Linked DNA regions of Danio rerio: region 1 is linked to region 2. The links are chromatin contacts, called in public Hi-C maps. All regions are on one chromosome and are shown on one strand. The core of a region is the stretch at or near the end of the contact, and the rest is flanking DNA. Distances in the headings are between cores, read along the strand shown.

The links. Hi-C and Micro-C count contacts between places; a contact is called where the count stands out from the background.
Region 1: a contact with region 2 is called in a Hi-C map of hematopoietic stem cells, with 2.4 times the contacts expected there. The contact joins the promoter of sf3b6 here to the promoter of fam49a in region 2. A contact is called at or near these places in 2 of 18 Hi-C or Micro-C datasets (hematopoietic stem cells and an unstated tissue) and 1 of 4 datasets of contacts at active chromatin or transcription factors (embryo).

What each region holds. Positions count from the first base shown.
Region 1 is chr20:38,720,430-38,724,683 of GRCz12tu, forward strand. sf3b6 (splicing factor 3b, subunit 6) reads left to right here and starts at 2,870. Exons shown (of 4, transcript NM_001002067.1): 1 at 2,870-3,046; 2 at 3,915-4,033. The coding sequence starts at 3,017. It overlaps vsnl1a (visinin-like 1a), which reads left to right. Exons shown (of 4, transcript NM_001007366.2): 4 at 1-678.
Region 2 is chr20:38,545,112-38,549,924 of GRCz12tu, forward strand. fam49a (family with sequence similarity 49 member A) reads left to right here and starts at 2,433. Exons shown (of 12, transcript NM_200108.2): 1 at 2,433-2,624. fbxo16 (F-box protein 16) reads left to right here. Exons shown (of 9, transcript NM_001017680.2): 7 at 238-316; 8 at 848-1,076; 9 at 1,193-1,665. The coding sequence ends at 1,221.

The DNA of each region.
Region 1 (4,254 bases), core at 1,620-4,119, 180 kb after region 2:
TTGATGGGAAACGCTAGAATACTACACCTTCTATAGCATGTACATCACATGAGGGAGGCTGAATGTAATTTGTGAGAACAATTACACAACTGAAACCATACTTTTTATTATCATTGTTGAAATATTACAATATTCCCAGATTAAACCTACAAGCTGTGCAGTTTCAGAATGTCATCAATTGAAATGATTTGCATATCAGTGTGCAGATTCATGTGGGGGCCGAGGGTGAAATGAATTTAAGACCATTTTGAGATGTATTCTTGCCTCAAAGTTGTATCTGTTTTAACTCCCACCTTAAAACCTCCAAGACTGTATTTAATCATACATTTTACATGCTACTCTTAAAGAAGAATTGTTTTAAAGGCTAATCCTGAGGTTAGTAGTTTTTAAGTCCAGGCATTTGCACCAACTGCGCATTTTGAGCACTGACCCGATTTCTAAATATGCACATTTCTGTGCTCCATTTAAAAGTACGTTCTGCCAGTGTCAAGAGCTTTACACAATCATAACCTTTGTCATTGTAATGTTTACCTATTTAGGCACCGCACCAAATTCATGCAATGGCAAACTTTTCCAATTTCCAAGTTATTTTGTACATGTAGCATGTATTGTGCCCCTGATGCCATGGCTGCACTACTCCTTGTGTTGTGGTTTAAACTAATAAAAGAGTATAAGGGATGTTTTCTCAATGTCAGAGTATGATTTCAAAGGTGTGTGGTTGTCAGTATAGTTGATATTGAAACATATTACCTGCACTTCTAGTGTTGTTTTTAAATTAGCACAGATATAAGTCAGGTCTGATGTGAGTATGCATTACCTTACAAGAGAATATATTTGTTCTATCATCATTTAAAGGCTTAACTAGATTAATTAGGTTAACTAGGCAGGTTAAGGTAATTAGGCAAGTTATTGTGTAATGATGGTTTATTCTGTAGACTATCTAAAAAAAATAACTAAAAAGGGGCTAAAATTTTTTACCTTAAAATGTTTTTTAAAAAATTAAAAACTGCTTTTATTCTAGCCAAAATAAAACAAATAAGACTTACTCCAGAGGAAAAAATATCAGACATACTGTGAAAATTTCCTTGCTCTGGTAAACATCATTTGGAAAATATCTAAAAAAAATAAATAATAATAATAATAAAAATGAAAGGGGGGCTAATAATTCTGACTTTAACTGTATATCCTCATTTCCTTTCTACAACTATTGTCTGGAAGAAATCCTCTTCTTTCACCTTGATCCAGAATTTCTCTCCCAAATATGCTCTATAATATAGACAAAATAAGCCTAAATCTTTTTTTTTTTTAATGTCTTACTCTCAGGAAGTTCACTTTAGCCTCAGCAGCGGGGGAGTTTTGAGATCGACTTGAGCTCAATCTCGCCTTGCCCTGCGAAAGGGAGGTAGCCCTGGGCCCAAGGATCCCTTGAGTTCAGGGCTCTCTCCCGGAACAGCATGCCGATCAGGCTATTTATAAATCATGAGCTAAGTGTGAATTCTTGAAACTACAAAATGTATCAAAATAAAGAACAGTAGCATTTTGAAAATACTTTTACAAAGGAGCATAACATTTCTTAGCTAACTTTCCAGGCCTATTCGGTCAATCCTTTCTCTGCACCTCATTCACCTCTTGAGGAGGTATTCATAAAAATATAACTTGTGTTAATTTTATCATTATTATTATTTTGCAACTGAAATCTGTAAAACTGTAAAAATCGTGATCTCTGTAATCTACTAAAATCTCCAGTTTTCGTCATTCTCATAAATCATGTTGTTTTTGCTGCCATAAATCCTGAGTTGTAAGTTTTTGACCAGTCTGTAGACTGGAGTATTGTTAAATATTTTGTCTCATACTGGATAACTATGCTCCTGAATCTACCTCTGCTGTTTAACTGTAATTTTCTTTATATGTGTTGAATATTTCTATCCATACTCCAAGCATTAATCAACTTTTTAATTAATCAACACTTCAAGCATTTAATCAACTTTTTAATTAATATTTATCAATTTTCTAGTCTAGCCCTAGAAAATAACTGGCAAAAAACGCCAATGAACTGCACAACTGGAATGCCCTATATCATTCATAACAAAAGTCTTCAGTTAGATGGCAGCAGAGAGCTGAACTCGTAAAGTTTTAATGTCCAATCATTGATCGCCACCTGGTGGCTCACTTCAGTATATGTCAAAAACCCACCCTCTAAATGTGACAAAGATAAATTATTAAATAATAAAAACAAACAAACACACAAATTACAGTTCAACTAAATATTTCCCAAAAATGGTTCCTATAATGTAACGTAGTTCTTATTACACCAAAGTGTTTAATGGATTTTTTTCCTGATAAGTTTTTTTACTTATTGTAAGGTAAACAAGGTAAGCATTGGTAAGTATAATATAAAAGTATAATAATTAAAGTATTATTAAGTATAATAATTAAAACATATATTAACCTTCATTACAGGTTTTAATGAATTTTTGCTGTACGTTGAATATGAATATATGGAATTTAAAAACTAAACTGTTAATAATTGAATTTATAGGGTTTAATGTGAAATTTGGCCAAAGAATAATTAGAAATCGTTACATAAATCATGAAAATCATTTAATAAATGGCCAATCATGGGAACAAATCCACCATCATAAATGATTTTTAAATCATTAATGGTTTTTATTTCTTATTTATTTTTTTTTTCATATGAACAATCCATATAATTACAAGAAGAGAATAGATAAATAAAGAACAGCCAGTAGAATACAATTCAATCAAAATTAAGGCAAAAAACATCAAGATGGTACAGTTTACTTGTCAATTTTGAATTTTATTAAGCATAGAATAAAAAAATATGAGCTTGACGTCATCTCAAAGGAACATGGCCATTGGATTTCCCGGAAAGACGTCATCACACTGCGCCGTCAAACGATCCAAAGTGCGTAGATTTTGAGCTTGTGCTAGCTTGCTTTTTATTTCCACAGTAAGAGAGTTTTTCTCGAAAAGTTTCCTTTAAATAAATCCAGCCATGGCGATGCAAGCGGCTAAACGAGCGAATGTAAGTTCAATTTTGTTTTAATCGTTCAAATGTTCGTATTGTTGACAGTGTTAAGTTAGCCCTTCGACGGCTAATCCCGACATACAAGATCGCTGTTTGTTGTTTTTCTATTATAAATGTGAATAGCTAAGATAAGTTGTTAATGTAATATTAAATGTTAATGTTATAATATATGGTAAAATGTATTCCCCGATATGTAATATATCGTGTAATACGTTCGCTGGGTGTACAAACGTGATCAAAACGTACCCAATTGTGTACATATATTCATTCACGAAATCTCTTTCATTCTTAAATGTTTTTTTAAAGCCACGAGGGTGTTCAAAATCTTAAATCTTTGTGAATTAACAATAAGAAAACGTGTATTTACGTTTGTCTGCAGGGTATCCGCAGGGTCTTTAAATGTCGTAAATTTCAAAAGTAAAAATTTTACGTTTTGCGTTAAAAAGTCATAAATTCACTGAAATATTTTGTTGTAGGTCTTAAATAATAAAAAGATCTACCCAATTAATTCAACACCAAATTACCATGTCAACTTTTGGTTTTATATTTTTATTTTTTTATTATTTTTTTACTGCAAAGAGGTGCAATTCACAACAGCAGACATTTTACAGCAAATTCTCTAAATTAAATTCCCTAATCTGGGAAAGAGAACTGAAGCAAAACATTCTTTTACATGATCTTTAATTATTAACAGATAAACTATTTACAGAAGTATCTGGGTCATTAGAAAATAATTCTTAGTGTTTAACCCTGTAAAAGTAAAAAAAAATCAATCTTAAAGGTCTTAAAGTTTTAAATTACACTTGAAGAAACCTACAGAAATCCTGGTCTGTCTCAACACTGTTCTTTGTTGGCATCTTTTCAGATTCGTTTACCTCCTGAGGTGAACCGGATATTATATATCCGTAACCTTCCTTACAAGATCACTGCAGAGGAGATGTATGACATTTTTGGAAAGTATGGGCCTATTCGTCAAATCAGAGTGTGAGTATCAGTCTGTTTCTTGCATTAACATACTTTCACACAAAGGGTTTATGCCATGGTTTCCGCTACATTCATTCTTCCATGGCGGGGCGTCATGCCAAAATTCATCCTGCCAAGGCTACATTACCGCTTCTCATTCAAAACATTTTATTTTTTTAATAGCGGGTGATAATCACACCAAAACTTATTAAAGGGTAAGTTAATTATAACAGCGTGAACAT
Region 2 (4,813 bases), core at 1,183-3,682:
TTTCAAAAACAGATTTTTTTTTACTATTTAAAACAGCATCTTTGGATATCTTTTCTGCTGTATGTACTTTTATCCTAAAAAAATGTAAATAAAAAATCTTACACATGCCTAGGAACGGTATAGCAGAAAATTTTGACGGTTTTAAAACCTTGACTTTTCTAAACCGCTGTATACTTGAAATCAGTTATCGTCCCATGCCTAATCCCAACAAAAAATAATTTGTCTTTATCTCTACAGGCTCTTAAAGACAAGGCAAGAAGATACTATTAAAGCACCATCTCACTCAACATACAAGCTGCGCAAGGCCAAATCATTGGTAAGCCAATACAACTGTTGTGTGACTGCACTGTTGATTCGCATAGAAATCACGCAGCAGCCACAGCAGAATGCAAATAATTCTCCAGAGACGACATAACCAAGAGGCATCACGCATACTGAACAGACTACATGTAGAATATCATGGAAATATGGTGCCTCAGAGAAAAAAAGAGAACACTGTGTTGCTGAGGGAAGAAAATTGACCTCATACTGCATATGTCGCTATGTAAAAATGTATACAAGCATGTGTAGATCTGTGTATATTCATTTCTGGACAGCACAGTCTAGTTTAGACATCACTATTTGGTGGAATAACAGTGATTTTCAATAATAAAACAATGACCAAAAAGTCAAATGCTCTAAATGACAAGATTTTTATTGGAAATTTGGAATAAATTTGATCCGATCTCAGGTAAATGTTAACATTTCACTCAATCACATACCTAATAAATGCAGACAAACAGAGAATTTTGTATCATTTTTCCCCATAGCTGTATATGGAAAACATTTGTATATATTTTTTCCACAGATGTTTTTATCCCTGGATCTCAGTACAGCGGGAAAGCCAAGCCATAACAGGCCGAAATGGGCAGCACGGAATTTGGAAGCACTTCCGGCTGACAAGGACTCCATAAAGAGAATTTCCCAGACGTCCCAGTGGAATGCAGGGATACGTCCTGGTCCTGTGAGGCCTCCAGTGCCTAGACTGAGTAAAGAGGGGTTCCGTGCATCACAGAGATCTCATAGAAGCACACCAAGTAAGCCTATGTGCACTCTCGTATAATTTATTGGGCTCGTATTTTTAATTTAACCAAGGATGAACTGAAAATTACACAACAAAATGACATTTTTATAATGAATTCTTTTGTTCCAGCTGTGACTCTTTTTGAAGGACAACCATGAAGGAGACAGACATGTGAAGAATCAAATGAAGAGTTGGGACATCTGCTGGATCATGTTGTGATTGCAACATGAATGATTGTTTAGTTTAGAGTTGAGTTATTATCATGTCTTAATGGTGAGACAGTGCAGGCATTTTTTCATACACCTTTTAGTTGTGAGATTTTGAATGTTTTTTTTTTTTTTACTCTTAAGGAAAAACATACAAACTACAGTTTTAAAGTATTTATCGATATTTATCAGTAGATTCAGTTCGTAATTTTTATTTACAGTATGTACTTTTTTATTTACACCGATTCATAAATCACCATTTCAGGAGCACTTCAGTTTACTTCAAATCTGTATACTGAAGATTATCACAGAGGGTTATGTTCATATGCAATATGCCTGATTATGTATAATATTTATTGTGCAAAAGACTTTTATTAAAAAGATTCTCAAAATCTACTCTTTAAAAACTTTTGTTTGTAAAAAATTAAACTGTTTTTATGTTCATGTCTTATGTACAGATTCAAATTATGCAAATTAGTTACTATTTAAAATAATAGCTAATATTAAAATATAATTTTAAAAACTTGTCATCCAAAAGTGTTTGCATTGTAATCACCTGCAGTCAATTGCCTGAATCATTATTGTCATCAATGTATGTTGACAGACAAACAAACTTGCTGTTGATTTTTACATGATTATTAATTTTGTATGCCTGCATTAATGTTATTGTCCACTAGATGCCTCTGTCTGCTTAGAACATCTGAAATCCCCACTGATAAAGTCAGCTAAATGATCGAATACCTTTTGTTCTGTTTATAATTTAAGTTTTTTTTCATTATTATGAATTTTAAAAATATATATTTACATTTTAGATGCCTCGCCAAAAGGGAAGCTTGTAAACAAAAATGGTTAAAATGCTAATGGTTAAATGGCACTGCGAAAAATATTGCGGTTTAATGTGTGTGGAAATATTGTCCTGATACAAAAATATCCCTGTAGTATCCCTAAAAGTCCCTAGTATAAATATATTTTACAACTAATGTAAGATTGTTTTCTTTGGATGAAATATTTAGAAGTTCAATCAAAGAAAGTAATATAATTGTGTTATTTGAGTTCTTTAGCATAAATCAGATAATATAAAATAAAATGCAGAAGACAAAACGTTCAAAAGGATGCACAAAAGAAAATAATAAATAAATAAACGCCTTTTAACTCGACTTTTATTATGAAAAGCTGACTCCTCGGGTGGCCATTTTGAATTGGGCGCCTGTCGCGGTGTTCACGCGGTTGTGTGTGTTTTCCAGTGCACTGAGTTGACTGCAACTAAACTAGTGAAGTAGAAGGTGGAGCTGTCCGAGTCGCTGGAGTTGACAGAAGAGAAATCTCTGTAAAAACGTTATTTGCGGAAATTATTGGTAAGTACAACAAGACTACTTGTACGTGTCTGCATCCTTAATGTTACGTTGAAGAATAAAACATGAATTGTTGCAAATTCCTCAGTTTATATTATTTGGAAGAGTGGCGCTCTCTTGTCAAACGCCTCAATATTCCCAGAGCCGCAGGAAGTGCGACTTCACTGCAACATCGATGTTTGAGTTTTTATTCTGCTGTTCTCATAAGGATCTTATTTGGTTATATGTTTTAGGTTTCACAGAGCAGGTATATTTTTTATTTAACCCTTAACGTTAGTCAGAACTAGGCTGTATCGAAGAGGAAGGCGCTAACGTTAGTAGAGTTCAGTGATTGATTTTTGTGGCTGTTAACTGCGACAGCGATTATCACGAGAATTTAAAGAACATTAAAGCTGTACAGATAATTTATGTTTATACACAAAATGTGTTTTGAATATGTTTGGGTTAAGAGCGTAACGTTACTGGTGTTTTAGTAAAGCCCACCCGCTGGCTGTTAAACGTAAATGAAGTTGTCATTTGGCAGTGAGTCTCGTGCCTGTAACGGTGTTTAACTGCCAACGGTTGATCTGCAGCACAAATACGTTTGTATCTGGTTTTAAATTGAAATGAGAAATTTGAATATCGTTTACGTTATATCTCTGCGTGATGACGACTTAATACATGTGGTATGTCAAGGATATACACTGCTGACATTGCTCGAAGGTTTAATCCTCGTAACGTTACACTTGACTCAAGAGTCAATATACCAGAAATATACCAGCTTTAAAATGAATAGTTCATCCCAAAATTACACAGGTGACATTTGTTTTCTTTAATTAAATTTAAAATATATTTATAGCTGAATCTGTGCTTTTTGGTGTATCAGAATGTGCTACTTTTATTGCCACTGAGTGAAAAAAAAACCATACAGGCAAAACAGAATTAATACCCATTGCTCCTAATGATACATTGAGGTCTCTTTAAGCGAAAAACTGAACATTATTTATAACAATATTACTATTAGGGCTTGGCAATGTATTGAAATACTGCATATATATTAGCTCACAGTGCTTTTGCGATAAGTTGGTGATTTAGCACACCCTCTGAAAGAGACCAAGCAGAGTTTTTACAGAAATCTGTAACATTTTAGCATGGATTCTGAAATATTGTATGACCAACAATCAAACCATGATAAGAAAGTCAGTAGATAACAATTAACAAAGAAGTAACTTGACTCTTTTTCAGGTGTTTTTGTTTATCTGATTGTTCTTGATGATTTCAGGTTGATATAACTACACTAGTGAATCGAAGTGGTGGTAATATTTACATTGTTAAAGTGTCTGTTTTGTTTTATTTAACAGTAAACCATGACTGTTCATTTTCAATATCAGTTGTGATGTTTTCTAATCTTTTCTAAAAATCTTTTCTCTAAAAATTTTTTTTTGTTTAGTTTTTTAAAATATTGTAGCTATTATCACGTTTTCTAATAATGTAAAATGGCAATTATCTTTAATGCCTCAGTAAGTGGTCTTTAGCATGCTCACGATAGTCTGCAGTGCAAGCTTCCTGTCACATGATGCAGACAGATGCAAACTTGCTCATGAACTGATGCTTCTTGTTTACACTGCTGAGGGATGAAGTGTGTGTTCAGTAGGCATGGGCCGGTATAAAATTCTGACAGTATGATAACCTTAGATAAAAAAATCAAGGTTTTATGGTTTCACAGTATTGTGATTACTGCTCTAAAATACGTTCTTTTAAAATGTATGGTTATAAAAACAACTTTTTCCCCATTGAGCACAATATGTTTTATTTTAAGATTATTTTGCATAGCTTTTTTTTTTTTTGTATATAAAGTAAAGCCACTGCACTGTTCAGGTCTACAGCATGCTTCATGCTTGTATGTTGGTGTAAGTGACTTGTTTTTAAAACAGTTCCCGAATTGTGAAGCTGGCCAGTAGCTTTTAAATTTGGACGGTCCTTTTGCTGTAAATACTGTTGCCCTAAAGAACCTAATGAAATAGTCATAAAAAATGCACCTTAGGAACGGTATAAAAAATGTTTGCGGTTTCAAAACCTTGACTTTTTTTCAAACTGTGGTAAACCTTGAATCCGGTTATCCTCCTATCCCTAGTGTTCAGTGTTGTATTATCCATCTGAACTGTACTTTTGCTTATTCTGAATATATAAAACTATAAAACAAAAATTGTAAC